2 separate regions of the Neogale vison genome follow, and region 1 is linked to region 2. A link is a contact called in public Hi-C data. All regions are on one chromosome and are shown on one strand. Each heading gives the region's core, a stretch centred on a gene start, on an enhancer-like site or on the middle of the called end of the contact. The rest is flanking DNA. Distances are from core to core; before and after follow the strand shown. Region 1 holds the start of SMC3 (structural maintenance of chromosomes protein 3). Region 2 holds the start of SMNDC1 (survival of motor neuron-related-splicing factor 30).

The links. Hi-C and Micro-C count contacts between places; a contact is called where the count stands out from the background.
Region 1: a contact with region 2 is called in a Hi-C map of muscle, with 6 times the contacts expected there. The contact joins the promoter of SMC3 here to the promoter of SMNDC1 in region 2. A contact is called at or near these places in 2 of 3 Hi-C or Micro-C datasets (fibroblasts and muscle).

The regions. Positions count from the first base shown.
Region 1 is chr2:221,135,680-221,142,618 of ASM_NN_V1, forward strand. It overlaps SMC3 (structural maintenance of chromosomes protein 3), which reads left to right and starts at 4,526. Exons shown (of 29, transcript XM_044240489.1): 1 at 4,526-4,648; 2 at 5,704-5,779. The coding sequence starts at 4,634.
Region 2 is chr2:220,930,709-220,937,885 of ASM_NN_V1, forward strand. SMNDC1 (survival of motor neuron-related-splicing factor 30) reads right to left here and starts at 4,872. Exons shown (of 6, transcript XM_044240486.1): 1 at 4,682-4,872; 2 at 3,355-3,474. The coding sequence starts at 3,474. It overlaps LOC122901105 (a long non-coding RNA gene), which reads left to right and starts at 5,012. Exons shown (of 3, transcript XR_006383359.1): 1 at 5,012-5,071.

The DNA.
Region 1 (6,939 bases), core at 3,276-5,775, 200 kb after region 2:
CCAGGGAACCTGCTTTTCCTTCTTCTGCCTGCTTCTCCCTCTCCCTCTGCCTACTGCTCCCACTGCCTGTGCTTACATGCTCTCTCTCAGTCAGATATAAACAAACAAACAAACAAATAAATAAAATGGCACAGCCCCTTTGTTTTGTTTTTCCTTTTAGAAAAGGAAAAAGAAAAGGTTTTTTTCTTTTAGATAGAGAGAGATCTCAAGTAGGCAGAGAGGCAGACAGAGAAAGAGGGGGAGGCAGGCTCCTTGTCCAGCAGAGAGCCCGATGTGGGGCTTGATCCCAGGACCCTGAGATCATGACCTGAGCTGAAGGCAGAGGCTTAACCCACTGAGCCACCCAGGTGCCCCAGCACGGACCCTTTGGAAATCGGTTTTGCACTTCAAAAAGGTAAATGGAGGGACGCCTGGGTGGCTCAGTTGGTTGGACGACTGCCTTCGGCTCAGGGCGTGATCCTGGAGTCCCGGGATCGAGTCCCGCATCAGGCTCCCAGCTCCATGGGGAGTCTGCTTCGCTCTCTGACCTTCTCCTCACTCATGCTCTCTCTCACTGTCTCTCTCTCTCAAATAAATAAATAAATAAATCTTTAAAAAAAAAAAAAAGGTAAATGGAGAGTTACCATATGACCCAGCTTTTCCATGCTTAGGGACATGCTCAGAAGAATGGAAACATATATCCACACAAAAACTTGAACATGAATATTCATAGTAACTTTATTCCTAATAGCCAGAAAATGGAAACAACCCATATGTCCATCAGCTGATGAATGGAAAAACAGAATGTGATCTATTCACAATGGAATATTATTCAACCATAAGAGGGAATACAGCCTGTACCATTACTACATGCTACAGGTTACAACATGGATGAACCTTGAGAACATTTTGCTAAATGAAAGAAGCCAGGCACAAAAGGCCACATATTGTATAATTTCATCTATATGGAATATGAAGGGTGGGATTTGGTGCAATTATTTAGCAATTTATTGAAGTTTACCCAAGGTTTATCCCGGCAATTATTTTTCCAATGACTAAGTTTTTTATTATAGCTCCAATTTGCCTAATGTGATTGATTCTATGGAAAGACAGTGACTGTACCTCCTATAAGATAGAAGAACATGGTCCTTAACTTGTTGGGAATATCTAGGGTATCCAAGAAAGTTTATCTTTAAGTTTTATTTTTATTCTTAAGGTCCTTTTCCAGAAAAATATCTCTAAACTTGAACGACAGGAGGAAGAAAATTGCATGACCTTTCAATGTTATTAACAACTTAGTATTCACAATTGATCAGAGACTAAATAGTTTCCAATTCTGTAAAAACTGGAAGAAAACCAATAACATGTGATGAATCTCTTTTGACTAGTAGACTAGATTACCTTAAAGGTTATAGTTTATCACTCTGCATTTACCAGTTTTGTGTCTAAATTAGCAATATTATTTTAGTGTTCTTTTTTCTCCCAATGATGATCTAAATTTCAGTTTTGATCTTTTAAACCAGCTTTGTCATGTTATTGAGTTTATCATTAATGAATTAAATAGAATGTTGACACATGCTTACATGAGAATTTGAGTTTTTAAAGATAAAAATATGAAGATTACTGTAGCAGAAAGAGAACACAAATAAAGAAGCAAAGTGAAGTTTATTGGTGGTTTTTCAGGCAGTTTTTTTTTTTTTAAAGATTTTATTTATTTATTTGAGAAAGAGAGAGATCACAAGTAGGCAGAGTCAGGCAAAGAGAGGGGGAAGCAGGCTCCCTGCCAAGGAGAGAGCCCGATGTGGGGCTCGATTCCAGGACCCTGAGATCATGACTTGAGCCGAAGGCAGAGGCTTAACCTACTGAGCCACCCAGGCGCCCCAAGGCAGTTGTTTTTTGAATGGGTTTTTCCAATAAGGACAGTTTCCCCAACAGCATCCAGTAGAGGGATGGGAATCTTTACATCCTAGGAAGTATGGATGAAGAGCAGGAAGAAAGGCAGGCAGGAAGAAGGAGGCCGCCTGCCTGAAGAGGAACCACCCTTAAAAGGATTTTACAACCACCCTGGAATGAGCCCTCCACGCTTTCCCATGTGATGGATGACAAAACCTTGATTGGACGACAGGCACAGGGAGGGTTAATCAGATCAAAACAGCCCTCCAACGAACCCCATAAAAACCCCTAGACTCAGAGATCTCAATGGCAACCCTCCCAGGTCCCCTCTCTCTTCGGGAGCTTTGTGCTATCACTTTGTTATCGCTCAATAAACGCTGCTTTGCTGCCCACCTCTCTGTCTACCTCTTCATTTTTCAAAGTGTCTGATGCAGGCACCAAAAGAAAAAAAATCCTGCAATGGTATAAAGTGTTTAGTCTTGGCTTTTGGGGCATAGTACCTAAAAAGGTTTCCTCCCAAGTTTTTTCCCTAAAGAAATCTGGCAATGTCTCCTATATATCCATGAGGGAGGCAATAAAAGATTTTGTCTTTCGAGTCTCATCTTCCCACAAATGCTATAGTTCTATCTTACTTGGATAAGAATTTTCTAGGTTTTCTTTTAGGTGATTTGGGACTTCACAGTACCAGGAGTCACCAAGAGAAAACTATAATTTGGGATCATCTCTGCTGTGTTAGTTCTATCTTTGGGGGACCGTAACAACTGAAAATGAGTGATAATAATATTTCCTTCCTGATCATTGGATTGGAAGGTACCCATAGAAAATCTGTCTAACCTGAGAATAAAGATATATAGGGCACACATTAAAGAATCTTTTTTAAGAGGTTGGGAGGAATAACTTAGAGATAGATAAAATCACTCTGTGATTCCTTCCCGGGATGATAAAAGACTGTGAACTGACAATAGCTTAGAGTCAAAGCTTTATTTTGGAATGTCTTAACAATGAAGGGGGGTATAAGGATGAGAATGAAAAAGTAGGGTCTTATCCTGTGTGTACTTGGCCCTTGCCCTATACTTCACCTTCACTGTCCTTGGGAGTCTTTATTGCTGCAGATATTGTAAACTGAGTTTAACATTTATGAGAAAAGGTCTACAGCATCAGAATTTTTTGAAATATGGTCAGGAGGCACCTGGGTGGCTCAGTGGGTCAAGCCTTTGCCTTCAGCTCAGGTCATGATCTCCATCCCCTGGGGTCGAGCCCCGCATCGGTCTCTCTGCTCACTGGGTAGCCTGCTTCCTCCTCTCTCTCTGCCTGCTTGTGATCTCTGTCAAATAAACAAATAAATAAATCTAAAAAAAAAAAAAAAAAAGAAAGAAACATGGTCAGAAGTCTGGGCGAAATATAATTGGGTCCTCTCCTCAGGCGTCATTAAGCTGAAATCAAGATGTCAGCCAGACTGCAATTTCATAAAAGCCTCAGGGGCACACATTTCTACAATTTTAGTAAATAAAATTATTTTATACATTCTATTTTTATTCTAAAAATGAAATGTTTTTATCATCCTCATATTATAGAATAGGAAATGGAAATTTTGAACTTTATTAATCTGCCTACAAACCCACAGAAATTGAGAGTGTAGAGACACTAATCTAGGATTTGAAATATTTAAGATTTTTTTTTTTTTTTTTAAACACCCAGAGCTGGAAAGGATTTGACTCTGCCAGCACCAAGGGGGTGCTGACAAGGATAAAGTTAGCCGGCTATTAAAAATAGTTCAATCTAGAAATAATTAGGGCTGGAACAGCCCACAGCAGCGGGAGGGGCAGCAAGGATCACTAACTTAAACGGCAGGTAATTTTACAGCTGCCCAGAGATCCAGCTTCTTAACTACATTAAGTTTTCCCCCTAAGACTCATCAGATTAGTCTGCATCTAGGGTGCTCCTAGCACCTAGTATCTTTCAGGCTGTTAAAACAATAAAAGAGCTTTTACTCTTATCTAAATTTCTTTTTGTTGCAATTGTCCATGTCTGACTAGATTTACAGTAAATGGCAAAGTAGTAAGAGCTCCCAGGGTATTAATTACCACGTTAGTAAAACAAATTTTCAAGCGTCAGGCCCCTTCCCGGTGCTGCGGGCGTGCCGTCCCGAGCCTGCAGGGGCCGTTCTAAGTTTACACAAGCTCCCGCAGCGATCAAGAATAAACAGAGCAACACGGATTCCGCCCGGCGAACCCCACAAGCTCCCAGGACTCCCAGGTTCGAGCGCGGGTAAGCATTTTTAAACAGCCAGGGATCACGTGGCCACCGGCAAGCTCCGCCACTGGCCCTCAGGCTCTCACTCTTGGCTTTGGCGCCGAACCTTTACGCCCTTGTGGATGCAACCATTGGCTCGGCTCTCGGAGGGAATACGGGCCAAACTCACGGCCAAGGCTTTTACGAACGAAGCTTCCGACTAATTATCAGGAAAAGTTCAGCTATAAATTCAACAATAAAATGAAATCCACTGGGGGACGCCGTCGAAGGCTCTTTTTGTCAAAAGGAAAAGAGAAGACCTGACCCTGACTCCCCCTACGCTCTCCAGGGGCCGCGAGGATGGTTCCGTCTAAGGCGCGGACTCCGCCTCCACGGGCGCCGCCATTTTGTTTGGCTGGACGGGAGCGAGCGACGCTTTGGGGGAGGGGTCTCGTAGGCGCCTGACTGGACCCCACGGCCGCGCTGTCGCTTCTCGCGGGGAGTCCTCCCCGGTGAGGGCCGTGGAACCATGTACATAAAACAGGTGAGGCCTGTGCGCCCCGCCCACCCCCTTACGGGCCTCTGAGGACCACTCCGTGAGGCAGGGGTGTCCCGGTGCGACCCGCGGCCTCCCGCCTCCCGGCGGGGTTGACCCAGAGCTGGACGCGGGCTGCGGGGGAGGGGAGAGGCCCCGCCCCGCGGGCGCAGGGGCCGCAGAGAATCGGGGCGACCGCCTGCTGCGCGCTCGTCTGAGGGATCCGTCTTTCCGAGACGTTTAGGGGGAGCGGGCCTTCCTGGGTGGGCCGGGTGCGGGCTGGGGGCTCCGAGCTGGCTGGGGGCCGCGCCGGGGTCTGCAGCGGCGGGGCGGGCAGCTGCGTTGTCCTCTTCGCCCCGCGCCGCCCATTTGCATGGGTGTATGGAGAGGTGGTCTCCCCGACCCGGAGACGCCCCTGGGGGGCTCAGATTGGGGTGTCAGCGTAGCCCGGGGTCTTTGTCCCCGAATTAATGGGGACGTGAAAGGGACCCTCCTCCTTGCAGAATCTGTAGCGCCGCCTCGTTCTCTTGTTTACTTCTGTCAAAATGGTCTTCCCGCGCAAGAGTCCACCGCAGAGATGAGCCCATCCACGCTCTTGGAGAGAAGTTTCTCCATGGGATGCGTTGGGCTTGAAGCGCCCCTTTCTTGGAACGGCTCCTTACCTTGGCTGGCGGGTGGGTCCGAAAGAAGCGCCCACTGCTCTTGGAGTAAGGGAAGCCGGGGCCAGGCCGCGGGCTGGACACATTTTACTTAAAGCAGTGTCATACTGAGCGTCCGCACGAACCTTCTGCAATGTACTTGATTCTGAGAGTTCCTTACCAGGCTCCTGATGGTTAACTCCTAAAAAAACAGCGCTGTCCGTCGTTACTGGTAAACGGACTGTTGTCGTTGAAGATTTTTAATCACCATCCTCCAGCAGGAGTTTCTCTCGTAAGAAATGGAAGGTTCTCTGTCTTGCATTAAATGAGAAACCCCCGAAAAGAGAAGAGCCAAGGAGAAATGTTTAGGAGTTGCGTCTTTTAGTATGTATTCTCTGAAAGGTATCTTTTTTTTTTATTTACTAGGTTATTATCCAGGGCTTTCGGAGTTACAGAGATCAAACAATTGTAGATCCCTTCAGTTCAAAACATAACGTTATCGGTAAGTGTTGATGGTTTACGAAATCAGATTTCTATGTAGAGAGCCATTTAAGTTCTGTCTGGGCTTGAGGAAAGAGGAATTGGCTTTGAATATTACATGACTTTATATTTATTTTTTCTGTATGGAATAGTATGTCTTGGGCGCCTGGGTGGCTCAGTGGGTTAAGCCTCTGCCTTGGGCTCAGGTCATGATCCCAGGGTCCTGGGATCGAGCCCCACATCGGGCTCTCTGCTCAGCGGTGAGCCTGCTTTCTCCTCTCTCTGCCTGCCTCTCTGCCTACTTGTGATCTCTGTCTGTCAGATAAATAAAATCTTTAAAAAAAAAAAAAAGAAAAGAAAAGAAAAAAGAAATAGCATGTCTTCTATCTGCACTGAGGAATTGCTTATTTTATGCATTTAAAATATTTGCATAAGGCGATCACTACTCATTTTTATTTAGCCTGGTATGTATGAAAATGTGTCTTTACAGCGAATGACACTAAATTTAGCATTTGAGCTGTTCTGTTGTTGATATGTCATTTTTTAATTAAAAAGCCCACGGTTTCCTTATTTCAAAGATGGCCATTGTTTATTCACAAATTAGATTGTTCTCAGGATTGTTTTTTGTTGTTGTTGTTGTTTTTTTTCATACTGTTTAAGGTCGCACCATGCAGCTTGGTAGAAAAAGCATAAACTTTAGAGCATAACAGGATGGCTTTCCAATCCCGGTTCTGATACATTTTCAAACTTGACTCCCTGAGGGGTTTGTAAAGTGGAGCTAATGATACTCATCTTACATGGCTGTTGGAAAAATTAAATGAGAAAGTATATGTGTGAGGGTAAAGAGCTACAATGATTCTTGTTCTGCAATACAGTGTTTAGTTTAAAGACTCTTCAGGTGATATTCTCCATTTTTTGCTGATAGAGCCAGTGAAAGTGTTTCTTGAAGTTCTGCTTAATTTTTAAAGGCCAGAAGAAACTGTTACAGATAGACGTCTATACATTGTCCTTGGTGTGGTTTATTGGTATTTTAGACTGCTAGGTCTACCATTAAATATAGACTAAGTGGCTTAAACAATTTATTTTATGACTGTTTTGGAAATTCAAGGCCATGATCAGGGTGCCGGCACAGTCACATTCTGGAAGTCACCATCTTCATCATCATGCTCATATGACCTCTTT
Region 2 (7,177 bases), core at 3,622-6,121:
AAATAGATCACGTACTATACAAAGGAGGAGAGTAAATTATCCAGTCTTGTTTTTAGTCAACCACTATTAGGGCCAAGAATATAATCTACTAAGCCTGACTCAAGAGCCCATATAAACCCTATCATTAAACATTTAACTAAAGCACAAACATGATTTCTATATTTGTAGGTCTCAGATTTAAAACTCTACCTCTCTTACCATAGAGCATCTTGCCATTTTATTTTCATAAGGAAATACATTTTAACCAAAGGGTCCTGAAAAGCTGTGCATGTTACAATTTTCAGAGGCCTGCCCTGAAGTGACACTTTTAAAAAACCAAAAGCATTTATCTCTAATAGTCCTTTCATTTTGCCATGTTTCATAAACCCCTCCCAACAAATTATGAAGACCCTTCTCAATGTTTTCTTTACATGTGCATACGGACCAAAGTATTAGAGAAACTATTTTATGTATGAGGGGGTTCTTAAAGGTACATACCATTAATTACTTTTCCTCCCCCAAGTCTGAGTTCTGAAACTGCTCCTTCATCGACAGATGGGCAGCAGTTACAGTAATCGGCAATTCCAGGAAGCATCAGATGTTGTGATCTACATATCAGCAGGTCAAAGGGTGCACTCAAGCACTCTGCTTACTGAAGGAAGGCGTTTCGGGGATGCAGAGAGCCACTGTAATATATGAGACAAGTGACTTGACCCCTGCCTCCTTTAGAACCAGTTTATTCAGCAAAACAGCCTAATAAATTGACTATTTTTGTGATTATCACAGACTGCCTGGGGAGCTAGTCAGGTAGCTAGCCTAGATCTTACTATATCCACTTTTTTAAGTGAAAAAAGGCAATTAGGACTTCAGCAGATTAATGTGCTGCCTGCTGTGTTAACTTTATTCTATATGAAAGACAGTACATAAAAAAATAAACATAGACGCCTTACTGGCAAAATGAAGTCACTGAAAAAATGCAGAAAAGCATTTTGTTATAAATGAAAGGGCAAACAAATTCGTAACCAGGGTAAAGACATTCCACTAAAGGAACACAAAACAAAGGAGGCCACAATCTCAGTCATCAGTCTGAACAAGTATTCAGCAAATATAAAAGGCAAAATTAAATATCGAAGTCATGAGGTATATATATATCCCAGAAAACAGAGAAAAGATAAAACGGAAAAATATTTTTTAAAAATCCATGATAAAACAGAAGCTCTAACTGTAATCAATGGAGACAACAATCGGTAGATGGAAGCAGATGTCCAAACACTTTTCAAAACGTTATCTAATCTTTAATGATGCCTTCTATCTTTGAGTAATTTTCAGTTCAAAAAAGACCTGTATCTAGCAAACAGATATGGAAAATTTGTTTTCATGACGAAATAAGAGGAAAAGAAACTGTGATCAAGACTGGTCAGGAAAAACATTCTGTATTATTATCTGAAGTTTCAGAACTTAGCTTCTGTGCTATCCAATATGGTAGTCACAAGTGGCTACTTAAAAAAAATTAAAAATTCAGTTCTTCAGCTACCCCAGTCATATTTCAAACATTCAGTAGTCCCTACTAGCTACAGGACAACAGAGTAGATATAAACATTTTCATCACAACACAAAGTTCTACTGGACAGTGCTGTTCTAAATGGTTGTAGAAAAGATGATACTTCACAGATCAATGACCACCAGGTCATTATTAACTGAACCCTAAGAAGGACATTTATGTGCTTACTACAATGCCTACCACTAGAGTCTCCCTCCCTACAATACTTCCACTAAAGATCATGTCACAGTAAGGCAATTCTGCCTAGACTCTTGACAGTTTATTCTAGAAATATTAAAAGAAAAAAACCCCTCACAATGTTTTAACCTTCACTCCCAACCTCCCCTCTACCAGTTCCATACATATCCTTCGTCCAACTGCCCAGGAAGCAATATATACATAATATCAACAATGTTTTATTTTCTTCAAAGAAAAAAAAGACTGCTTTTAAGCTAGTAGAAGAAGATGCATGCCAGAATTTCTCTTTGAGGTAAACAGAAAATTGGTCTGGGAGTGGGAGAAATTGCTCCCCAAACATCTTTTTAGTATTGGCTAGCACTCTCAAATCACTGGCCTGACTTCTACATACTGAAGAGGGGTCCTGGTTTTCTGTGTTTTCAAAAATTACATACTATTGCAATTTCAGGCAAGTTTATCCTAATTCCACAACTTGAACCTGAAAATACTCAACTCATTTTAATTATGCCCAGATAAACTCTTTCAAAGTCCTGTATCTGGATCCTATTTCAAATAAGTCTCATTTATTTGCAGTTCTAATAACTCTAAAATATTAATTTTATTGGGCAAGAGGATGATAAAGGGAGGGAAAGGATTTAGATAAAGATGATTCTAGTTTGGTACTGAATCAGTAAAGAAAAATCACCAAATCAAAACACATTTTAGAACTTTCAAAAAATCAGGTTCAAAATTTTAAGTTCTCAAATTTATTAAAATGAAGTGATACATATGTATAGATATACAGTATTTTTATTAATCAACCTCGTGTTCTGAAAAGCAACAGACATGTACTATATCTTTTTTTGTTTTGAAACCCCAAGTGCAGGTTTTAAAAAGGCAAGTTTCATACCTACTGAATTTTCCCATGACAAACAAAACAAATTAAGATCTTTCCACACCCATTCAATTTAACTTCAACAAGTGTCAACAACTACAATGTAAAATCTAGCCTTAAATTCAAATATTACGTAACATGTATGCAGAAAACAAGTATCTCTTTAGATATCTTTATGTATTTTTAATACAAGGTGTTCACCTGCTAGCTTTGAAACACACACACACACACACACACACATACACACACACATTCTCTAATTTTTCAAAGAACCTTGTGACATTAAAAAGACTCTTAATCAGGTTATATTTTTCTCATTGTTTTCATCATTTATAAAATGCTTCTACATTTGTTTTTTTCTAATACCAGTATAGGTAACATTTAATTCCATGTGTTTTCTTTTAGCTACTTCTCAGATTTCCTTTGCCAGATCTTTAAAAATAAAAGCACTCTCCACTGTAAAATTATATGTACCTCTTCTCTAGGTTTGACAGAGACTTAATTCAAATATTTTTTAAAATTGTGTGAACATACAAGATTTACATAAGAACAATGCTTTACTCATTCTGATGCATACGACTGAGGAAGCAACCCTACCACTGGGAGCCGTGCGCCCTGTGCACATACACATGCACACACGGGAAGAAAGGAGAAGAAACACTCCCCTCCAAATGGTGCTTTGGCTTCTAAGCAATAAATCATTTGAAAAACAGAGAAATACTTTTTCCAAGCGAAGTAACTATTAGTGTCCTCTTATACTTACTTGTAAATCTTTCTTTAATTTTAGCAAATCTTCATTTTCTCCGTTTCCGGACAATGCAGCTTCGACTTGCTGTAGTTGAGCTTTGTAGCTTGCCAGCTGCTTTGCTAGATCCTCTGACATCTGGGGGAAAATAAAAAGGGTAAGACCAGGAAAACAACCAAAAACACCATAAAAAAATAATTTTCCCTGTCTGCCTGACTTAATCCTTACCAGTTTTGCTCCCAACTCCTTAATATAATTCATTGCTGCAACTTAACTCATTACCATTACCTTTACTCTTAGCTCTGAGGAAAGCTGTGAGTCAAATCCAAGCTTCAAGGGAATGGATTCCGCAGATTATAAACTTGTTTTTGTTTCTGTGTGGAATTTATCGGACAACAGCTAAGGCAAAAGGAAAAAGGAGAATTTCTAATCTTCTTTAAACTCCTGTAACAGGGAAGACACTGTATTTGGCTCAATTAACAAGGTTGTTACATCTTCGCCGGGAAAAATTTTTAAAAAGCACTAACCTGATGGAAAAAATCGAGATTTAAGAAGAAAATATTTCTAAGCCCTAAGGCAGACTTCCTAAACAAAATATATATGACTTTTGGACTAACTACATAGATAATAATCTCTACATGAACTATTAATTGGTAAGTGTGTTCAGAAGCTCTTCTCCAGAGCAAAAATGTTTCACCGGGTCACTTAAAATATTGCCGATGCAGCGTCTTCATTAAAGAAAACGGCACAACCACTGGCCCGTTTAGGCATTCTAAGGAGCGTGCCTTTCACCCAATCTGCCTCATTCTTTTCCGGAAAATAAGATACAGGACTCCTTTCTCGGTTTGTAAAGACAACACGCGCGGGTTCCGAGGACCCTTCTCTGTCTTACAAGTCCCGTCCAACCACAGCCTGGAATTTGGAAGGGCTCCAAAGGGGCTAGAGTTAAGCCAGGCACCCAACACCTCAAAGCCCGCCACAACCAGACCTCGGAATTCAATTCAAGCTCCAGAGAAACGGAAAACAAACGGAGCGGACCCCAGCAGCGTCGGAGCCTCACACCCCCAAACGCGCTCCGCAGGGAACCGCTGAGGCCTCCCCATCCCAACCCCACCCGACTGCTTTCCCGGGTTAGCCCCGGTCGTTGCCACCGTACAGAGGTCCTGGCCGCGTTCGGGGCCACTCAGGGCCCAGCTCTGGGTGGCAGAAGAGGCCGGGCCCCTAAGACTCTTGCCGGCGCCCAGGCCTCTCTAACGCGGCCGGCTCCTCGGCCTCAGGCCTCGGCTTCAACTAGGGAGAGGCCGAGGCCCCGAGGCCCTGCTCTCGCCCTCGCCGGCTTCGTTACCTTGTGTGGGGCTGGGGGCAGGGCGACAGGAAGGGGTCGGGGCAAATGAGCCCAGTAGTGGCGGCGGCAACAGCGGCAGCAGCTGCAGTAGGAAAAATCTCCGCGGTAACAACAAGGCGACTCTGTCCGAAATGGGAGAACTTGGCCGGCGATGGGGGGGAGGGGAAGAAAGCCGGGCACTGGAAGGAGGAAAAGACAGAAGCGGATCAAGTCTCGCGAGAGGTTAAAAGCCTCGCGAGACGTCGCCCTACCCACGTGATTCCTAGCTGTCGCGGCGCGGCCCACCCTTGCGTTAGGGACGCGGAGTGGGCGGAGCTTCATAGAAAGGAAATGGCGTAGCTAGGTTGCTCTAGGCGCCGGATGTAGGTTTGTGTTATCCCGATTTCGGATGTGAGTGCAGAGTCTTTGACTTCTTTGGGAGTGGGTGTTGTTGGGCCGTTCGTGAAGTTCCCAGCGGAGTTACCGCGTTTTCCTTCTAAGACTAGCGGTGCTGGGAGGTGGGAGGAACGGAGTTTACAGCAGCGAGCATACTAGCGGTTGGTTCCCAAAATGTGGTTCCCGCAACTCCTGTATCACCATCGCGCGGTAACTTACTACAAGTGCAGATTCTCAGCCCCCACTCCAGACCTCCTGACTCAGAAACTCGAGGTGGCTCAGCAGCCTGTTTTAACACGCGCCGCAGGTGATACCAATATCTGCTCAAGTTTTAGAGCCATCGCTATATATAGTAAGAGAATACTTAGTAGCAATAAAAAGGTAATTGTGGCAGAACCTGTTGGAGCGAAGGTTGATTTATTTAAAACCTATTTTGTTAGACCCTGCTTGGTTTTAATAGCGTAAATTATATAGGTTAATCTCCCCTGATAGAAAACCATCTCCAGGTTATGTTTTCTTGAACGATAAGCAGAGTGATGTGAATACTTTATGTTTAAAAAGAAATGTATGTTTGTAATAATACATACTCTCTGGGCAGATGCATAAACCTATCTAGAGATTTGGAATAGAAGCCATATGTTTTCACTGGTTATATTTTTCACTGTTTGCCCTTTCTAAATTTTTCCATACATATATCATTTTTTCCAATTAAAAATATAAAATCCTGTGACACAAAGAGGCTACACGAATGCCTGGAAACCTTCTTTAGGGGGTCGGGGTATGTTGCTGGACCCCTAAGAAGGCCCTCCTCTCAGATGGGCTCTTTTGGACTGTGACATCTTGCTCTGATGCCCTCTTGCTTTTTTGAAGGGACCTTCCCTTCTCTAAATACACGGACATAAATGGAAACTAGATTAGGTTTGTGATCATTGGTGTGGCAATTTGGAAGAACTGAAATGCTGCAGAGGGCAGCCGTGTGTAGCTAGAATTAAGAGGCAAAACAGACCAGAAAGGATGTGCTTCATTAACATGGGAGAAGTTTGTTCAAAATATAATGTAGTTTTTTAAAACTGCACTTATTCTAATTGTGTATTTAAAGAACAAATGCCAGGAAGATCTTCCTTGAATATAAGGTATATTTTGCAGTTGTGTAAAAATCAATTAAGGGAACTCTTTTTTTATTATTTATTTCAGTAATCTTTACACCCAGTGAGGGGCTGAACTCACAACCCTGAGATCAAGAATTGCATGCTCTTCTGACTGAGCCAGCCAGGCACCCCTCAAATAGGAGAACTCTTAATGAACCACTTCCAGACAGAGAGAGAGGAAAGTATTTGTTATAAGCTCATGTATGGATTTCTGTATCATCTTGATAGCTTTTATTTTCAGGATTGCTTTTAATCTCTAGCTCCTCTGTACAACATGGATTGTATTTGGTGGGGAAAAAACAATATAGTTTTAATTTTAATTCTCATAAAGAAATAACAGTTGTATATACCAGACGACATTCTAAGCGCTTTACATGTACTCATTTAATTTCATAGTGGTTCAAAAGCTATTAGAGACAAAATTGGAGCAAGTATAAACTTTGACTAAGAGTGATGCTTCAAATAAATGTTCAGACTTACCACCTTCACTGAGTGTGAAAATCTACTCAGTGTCTAATTTTTCTTAAAATGTTCTCATTCAAATTTGATCATGCTTATTCTTCAAAAAGAGCAGTATCTAAAACCTCTAGTTTTAAAACCTGGTATTTATTTTATTGAAACCTAGTAGGTAAATAACATTTGAAGACTCCTGATTGTTTTTAGAATATAAGCTATTGCCTTTAATTACTAAAGAAAATTAAAATATAGCAGCTTCCTTTGGAAATGTGCCAACCCACTGCAGAGTACAAGAGTATGCAACAATTTATTGGTTAAATGACAGATTGCATTCTATTTTTTTTAAAAGATTTATTTATTTAAGAGAGAGTGAGAATGCATGTAGAGGTGGGACAGGGAGGGAAGAGCAGAGGGAGAGGAACAAGCTGACTCCACTGAGTGTGGGACCTGACTCAGGGCTTGATCCCAAGACCCTGAGACCATGACTTGAGCCAAAATCAAGAGCCAGTCGCTCAAA